2 separate regions of the Gasterosteus aculeatus genome follow, and region 1 is linked to region 2. A link is a contact called in public Hi-C data. All regions are on one chromosome and are shown on one strand. Each heading gives the region's core, a stretch centred on a gene start, on an enhancer-like site or on the middle of the called end of the contact. The rest is flanking DNA. Distances are from core to core; before and after follow the strand shown. Region 1 has its middle 8.8 kb from the start of LOC144385325. Region 2 holds the start of ccnd1 (cyclin D1).

Evidence for each region. Hi-C and Micro-C count contacts between places; a contact is called where the count stands out from the background.
Region 1: a contact with region 2 is called in a Hi-C map of whole body, with 2.5 times the contacts expected there. The contact joins the enhancer-like site here to the promoter of ccnd1 in region 2. A contact is called at or near these places in 2 of 6 Hi-C or Micro-C datasets (tail fin and whole body).

Annotation. Positions count from the first base shown.
Region 1 is chr12:1,057,280-1,060,837 of fGasAcu3.hap1.1, reverse strand. No RefSeq gene overlaps it. Among protein-coding and RNA genes, the nearest start is that of LOC144385325, 8.8 kb to the right of the region's middle. Within about 2 kb of position 2,272, at least 5 of the 9 cell types and tissues checked have open chromatin away from gene starts, as enhancers often do.
Region 2 is chr12:989,832-993,420 of fGasAcu3.hap1.1, reverse strand. ccnd1 (cyclin D1) reads left to right here and starts at 1,519. Exons shown (of 6, transcript XR_013451557.1): 1 at 1,519-1,877; 2 at 3,145-3,360. LOC144385324 reads right to left here. Exons shown (of 1, transcript XM_078085398.1): 1 at 1,540-3,589.

The DNA.
Region 1 (3,558 bases), core at 1,023-3,522, 67 kb before region 2:
ACATTCACGTTTTAAAACCTTAATTAGGGAAGCATCACTGTAGCTACAGTTTGAAACATTTCTCCATTGTAATAAGCTGAGGTTCAACCTTATCAGGAAATATTTATTACCAAAATATGTCAGACATACAAGGAATTTGACTTGGCGGTTGGTAACACACTACATAACAGCAGACAGTTAGACAATGGACAACAAGACAGATAAGACAATGTAGTGGAAGAGGAATAAAAATAAAAATAAAATAAAATATAAGGCTATGGGTTTGTTTAAAAATAAAGGAATAAAAGTTAAAAATAAAGTGCACCAGCGAACAGATAGCCATACTCTACACAACTGTGTTGTGAGTGTATGTGAAAGTGACAAGGGTATCTGTATGTGGAGTGACCGGTGGGAGTCAGTCAGTGGGGGACCGGGCTCTGTTGATGAGCCCGACTGCCGACGGGAAGAAACTGTTGGTGTGGCGGGAGGTCTTAGTCCTGATGGACCTCAGCCTCCTGCCAGATGGAAGGGGCACAAACAGTTTTTGTCCAGGGTGAGAGGGGTCGGCTACAATCTTTTTAGCTCGCTTCAGAGACCTGGAAGCGAACAAGTCCTGCAGGGACGGCAGATTGCAGCCGATCACCCTCTCTGCAGAGCGGATGACACGCTGCAGCCCGCCCTTGTCCTTGGCTGTGGCTGCAGCGTACCAGACGGTGATGGAGGAGCAGAGGATGGACTCAATGATGGCCGTGTAGAAGTGGACCATCATTGCCTTTGGCAGGTTTAATTTCTTCAGCTTCCTCAGGAAGAACAACCTCTGCTGAGCCTTCTTGGTGATGGAGCTGATGTTCAGCTTCCAAAATTCAGCTTAAATATTGACTCTTACTATATGATGGCAGCTTCTTCTCACAAGTTATTCTCATGTATCACAAATGTATCACAAATGTATCTCTATGACTTGGAGTAGAATTATGTTCCTTTTTGAAGTTTTGAACTGATTGCTGATGAACCACCTGTCTATGGTCCGAAGTCCATATTTTAATTGTATTGTCTTCATACAAAAAACAATTGTTAAACAAAGTGTAACTGTGCGCCTCTTTTGTATAATAAATACATGGCGGTTGACTGCAAGCTTCCCCTCAGAGTCAAAAGATATTTGAAGATATTTGACGTGTTCTACTAAATCTTTCTCACGCTAAGGTTAGACATTGTTATACAAACCAAATGTTTTTCCTCCAAGGAAATGTCTTATTGTTCCTTTAAGTTTTTTTTTATATTGTGTCTTAATGCAGCAGAGAATCAGGTTGGCAAATGAAAAAGTATTTATTGAGGAATTAAGACTTGTCTTCATGGGTAAAGACAGAGAGGCGGATACTTTTGCAACCTAATCGACAGCTTTCTCATGTTCCATGTGTATATATATATATACATATAAAGCCAATCAGGAAAAGACTCCGAACAAGGGTGCTAATGCGTAAACACACTCACCGATGGTTAACGTCTCAATCCGCCAAGCAGCCACCAATAGCAGCAGTTATTGATGAATGCAGGTGTTGTGTGTTAGCGGAGTGAACACATACTGTCAGCTAGCAGACGGACTGGGTGGCCTTCAGCCCCGAGACAGGCCAGCAGCCCCCTCTAGGACCTCTGGTATGGGGGGCAGGAGGTGGAGGGGCTCCTGAGTGTGTATATGTGTGTGCGTGTGTGTGAGTCCTTTTGTACATGTGAGTTCCTGTGTGTGTGTATAGAAGATCAAGGGTAACCCTGGACATAGAGGAGGTCAGCAGTGTGACAGCTAGGCTCTCCTAGCGACAGAGCCCAGGAATGTTCTCAGGGCCTGGGCCAGGGGAAGTCGGCTGCCCTGGAACAATCACACAAGAGTTAATATTGGCCCTGCAGGTCAGAGGTTAAATGCCTGTAGGTCACAGGACGGAGGAGGGCTGCATCCAGACACAGGGGAGGGGAACCAAAGACCGGGGCTGCTCTGCAGTGTGTGTGCGTGTGTGTTCCCGCATTATGTCCTGTGTTGTCTTGCCACCCCAGTAGTCTCTATACAACACGACAGAAGACACAGTGATGGATAGAAGAAAACAATATACATCCATTCCTTTTCTGCTTGAACCATCTTTTTACTCACAACTTCAGTCAAGATTTGTGTGGACTCTCAAGAGTTTGTCATTGTTATAGAGGACTGTCATTTATTTGTCAACATCTGTAGTATTATATATGTAGTATAATGTTAGCAATACCAATCAGTCAGTAATTAGAATCAAGACCTCACTTTTGTGAAACTATCCGCTGCTTCTGGGGAATGAAGGAATGGATAAGTCAGAGAAATGGATGAGATTGACTATTGGCTACAGAAGAAGACAAGACTCCAGCAAACCCCCCACCCCCTCCCCCTCCCTTCGCGCCCCCACCCCACCCCCATGGTCGGCTCAGGTTACTGTGGGAGGATGGAATGTATGAATGGACGGCCCTCCATGCACGTGTCTGCGCGAGTACACACAGCCACACACACGGTTCATTCAGAAATATCTGGCAGAGGCTGTCACCTGACCTTGTCCAAACAGAGCAAACCCAGAACGATAGAGCTGTAGACGGGCTACAGAAACGCTTTGAAAAGCCGCTGCACTTATCAACACAACACAGTCCAGATATAAAGCCTTTGCGTGAGTGACCCGGCGGATTAAGCCGGGAGAGGGACAACATTCTTTAGAAAGAAAAACAAACAAGATTCCGCTGAAGCCTTCTGCTCTGCGTGCAGCGCTGCCCTACAGGTAGAAATGATCGACGCATCGATCGACCGCACCTGAAACATGTTAGTCGTATACTCTCATACGAGGGCGGGACTCTCCTTGCTCAACAGAGATGGATGTTTGCTTAAGAAGAGTGAAGAGTGGGGTTTTGTTTATTTTCTCTTTGACTGGAGCAGAAACAACAGTCCACACATACCATGGCGTTACGCACCAATGAATCAAACACATGTGTGTGTGGCGGGGGGGGGGGGGGGGGGGTCCACACCTCTGCTGAAGTATTTACTAAAAGGTGCTCCACCAAATTTAATAAAATAAATACTATTTTTTAGGTCTAAAAAAGACAAAGCCCCCCCGTAACACAGATCAGTTTAGCAGTTGAAGAATATCAATAAACCAAACCCCACATTCAGATGAATTTGCTCTGGGAGAAGCATAATCGGCCGGCCCAATACAGCCGTGTCATTAACATGACATTATTGTCACCTGTCAGTCAGTCACCATGTCACACCATGTCCTTAGTTGAAATATTTAGCTTTCCTCTGTGTAATCCAAGCATCAATATAAATATGCCTTAATCAAAACTCCCACATCCTAAGCAAGATGTTAACCCAGGAATGATATAATGGGGTTTAAAGCTGCATATGCCAAATAATAAATTACCCGTATGGGATTCGGTCATTTGAACCACTACTAATACCTCACCTTCACAGCATGCTACATCAGCACTAAACCCTCAGAGGAGAGGAGAAAAGGAGAAGAGAAGACAGCTGAGGAGAGGAGAGCATGGACGAGAAGACATGACATGAAAAGCAGAGCAAAG
Region 2 (3,589 bases), core at 270-2,769:
CGCTTACAGATGATAATGCATAGTGAAGACATGTTTTTGGATCCCTTATAATAACGATAAGAAGTTCTGCTGAGACTCCAGCCTCCGTCCACAGAGGTGCAGCCCTCTGCAGACATTACGGTAGTCCACCAATAGCCCAGAGAGGAATTCCAGGAATGTTAAAAACTCTGTTTCACGTTGAAACTACATTCAAATGTTCACATCTTCACACTAAATGCTGCTGTTTAACTTCAACAACTAAATGTGAGGATTGATGTACTTTGTATCAAGCTGTAAACGTGATTCAATATATGGCTCCTTCTGTCCTCGCTCAGAACAACAGAGCAGATATACGCTGATCAGTAGTTGGAGCCCTTTATTGATTACCGAAGACTTTTATTCACTTTTTAATAACTGCCCATTTCTGAACTTTTCCTCACGTGAAAAGTTAGGCCGACATCTGCCTAGTAACAGCAATTCCTCCCATTGGTGAAACTCCAGTCTCCTCCCGTTTGTGTGTGTGTGTGTGTGTGTGTGTGTGTGTGTGTGTGTGTGTGCGTGTGTGTGTGTGTGCGTGTGTGTGTGCGTGTGCGTTTGTGTGCGTTTGTGTGTGTGTGTGTGTGTTAGAAAGAGTCTTTAAAACTTTACTATTGGCACTTCAGCCTTACAAAGCAAACTAACCTGACTTCAACACAGTTTGTTACACTGCAGATTTACTTTTGCAATGGTCAGTACACACACACACACACACGCACACACACATACATACACACACACACACTTCTCAAGTCAATTCCTTATATTTTGTGTAGCCCAAAATGGCAAATTACAAATTTGCCCCAGAGGGCCCAGTTAGTATTTAATGAAATCACACATATGAGTTAAATACTAACTGGAGTTCTCATGTACAGATGTTGACTCACAAACCTGTTTTATATGGTCGTGTTGCTGTGGAACTAAATTGTGCAAATGTCGCTTACAGTTGATGTGATGAATTACTAACAGATGTTATCCAGCGTAATACGTTTACCTGCCCCCCCCTTCAGAGCCCCCCACCATGTGGCTTCAAAGTCGGGATGCACCGGTGGTTGAAGCAGCGCTCCTGTGTGAGTCGGACCGCACTATCGTGTCATGTGCTCACCTCATGCTCAGCGCGCGGAGCCGCGGTCGCCCCCTACCGACCCCCCCTCCCCCCCTCACAGCTCCTCTCCGCCGGCGACAGACGTCCCCCAGAGTCGGCCCCGGACCTCCCACCTCCTTCGATAAAACTGTGTGTGTGTGTGGGGGGGGGGGGGTCCCTGCCCTCTCTTTACTTTATATGTACAGAAATTAATAAATACATATACACATAAATATATATATATATGTGTGTATATAATATAATCTCTTCCTCGCGCACTCCATGACAGCCTGCGTGTTCCTTTGATACCCCCCCCCCCTCTCCTAACAACAGCTGACGTCATCCCCACCGCCCCCCCGCCCGTGATGTGCGTGCGTGCGACGCCAGGTTTTGTCTCGCGGAGGGACTCGCTGTGCGCCTCAGTGGGCTCGCGCACACCGGAGCAGCAGCAGAGCTCAGCGGCCGCAGCGCAGCGAGGAGACCGTGACCGTAGATCCGCGGACCGCCGCCGCTCCCTCCCGTAACACAGAGCCCGCGCAGAGGCGTCACCGTGCGACATTACCGGCACCAGTAGCCCGCCATGGAGGACCAGCTGCTGTGCTGCGAGGTGGACTCCATCAGGAGAGCCTACATGGACGTCAACCTGCTCAACGACCGAGTTCTCCACACCATGCTGAAGGCCGAGGAACACTACCTGCCGTCGCCAAACTACTTGAAGTGTGTCCAGAAAGAAATTGTGCCCAAAATGAGGAAAATAGTGGCTACCTGGATGTTAGAGGTTGGTTCTTATTTCACTTGAACTTTCGACTTTAGTGCCCGAGTGCGGCGGCGTCGCGTTAGTTTAAAGGTGGTCGCGGCTCTTCGGCCCAAAGCGTCTTAATTCAGCGCGCACGTTACATAAAGGAGCAGCGTGGATCCGGGAGTGCTGGGTGGTCCTTCGCCCACCACCGCACATATGGACCACGGGCTGCACACGCGTTAGAAGTTACACCTTTCTGTTCGTCGTTGTGTGTTAGGTTACGTTTTCCAGAAGATTCTGAAATGTAATTACACGTGGAAAATATTCCAAAATAACAGCAATGTACACGTATGCAGTCCGGCCCGTGCCAGCATTACGCGCCATCTTTGTTGTCGTATAAGAGAATGATTTTAATGTCATTAAAAATCTATAACGTCGGCAGCAATGACAGTAAGTCGGTTGGAAGGGCCGGAAACGCGCGCGTGTCGCCCTGCGGCCTCACGCGCTCTGCGGCGGCTCCTTCCACTGCGATCGATGGCAAAAGTTTGTTTCGCTTCTCCGAGTCGCTTCGGTCCGCGAAGGTCGCTCGGGGGGAAAAAAGCGTTTACTAAAGCTGCGAAAGTATTAAATGCATTTACACAGTCGGGTTTGATAGAGTGCATGTTTCTTAACATTAACATGAGCTATTGGATTGAAATGTGCGTAGCTTTATATTTTATATTAATTTCTGAAACTGCGCATCGGAGAGCCGACGCGATGTATCGCGTTTGGAATAAACCCAGTCTGACAAATGATTTTTTATTTAATCAATCCGTGGCACATTTCGACCTATTCCAGCGTCATCCGAACAGGCTTTAGCTGAGGATCATTTACATGATAATTATACGCACCCTGGTAATTTTTAACTATTTATAAATATTTTATGAAAAGATGACGAAGTTGAAATTGCAGAGTGAAACTTGCATAGACGCCACCTTGGTGTCTCCGTCAGAAGGGACTGCTGACTAATTCCGCACCGTGTTCAGTGCTGCGAGCCACTTGTAATTAATGCATTTGGATTTTAAATGTTTATGGCTACATGTGCATTGTGTTTGCATTACATCGCGTTTTAGAGCGATAGTTAAACACTGAATTTTAGTACATTAGATGCACAAAATGTTTAATTCCGTTTTTTATTAATTTGCAAATGATTAAACGTAAACAGCTGTACACAAAAGGAGACTTTAGTGGGGGAAAGGACGTCACACTGCATGTGAATGGGGGCATTTTCCTCCAGCAACCTTTAAGTGCTCTTCTCACCTCCTAGGTCTGCGAGGAACAAAAGTGCGAGGAGGAGGTTTTTCCGCTGGCTATGAACTATTTGGACAGATTTTTATCGGTGGAGGCCACCAGGAAAACACGACTACAGCTGCTGGGAGCCACATGCATGTTTCTGGCGTCCAAGATGAAGGAAACCGTGCCCCTAACGGCGGAGAAACTCTGCATCTACACGGACAACTCGGTCCAGCCCGGAGAGCTGCTGGTAATTGAGTTCTGCACACATGGATGTTGCATAACACATACAGTAGCCTACATGATCAGCTATCAGGAGACCACGAATAGGCCTGAAGTGTGCTTGCAGTTCTTCTGCTTTGTCGTGTCGCCATTTTCACAAAATATCCAAATTGTAGTGAAGAATCGGTGCTGAATCATGTGGGCGACATGAGAAAAGGTAGAAACATGGCATCGCTGCAGCAGTGTGCTGCCTGAGA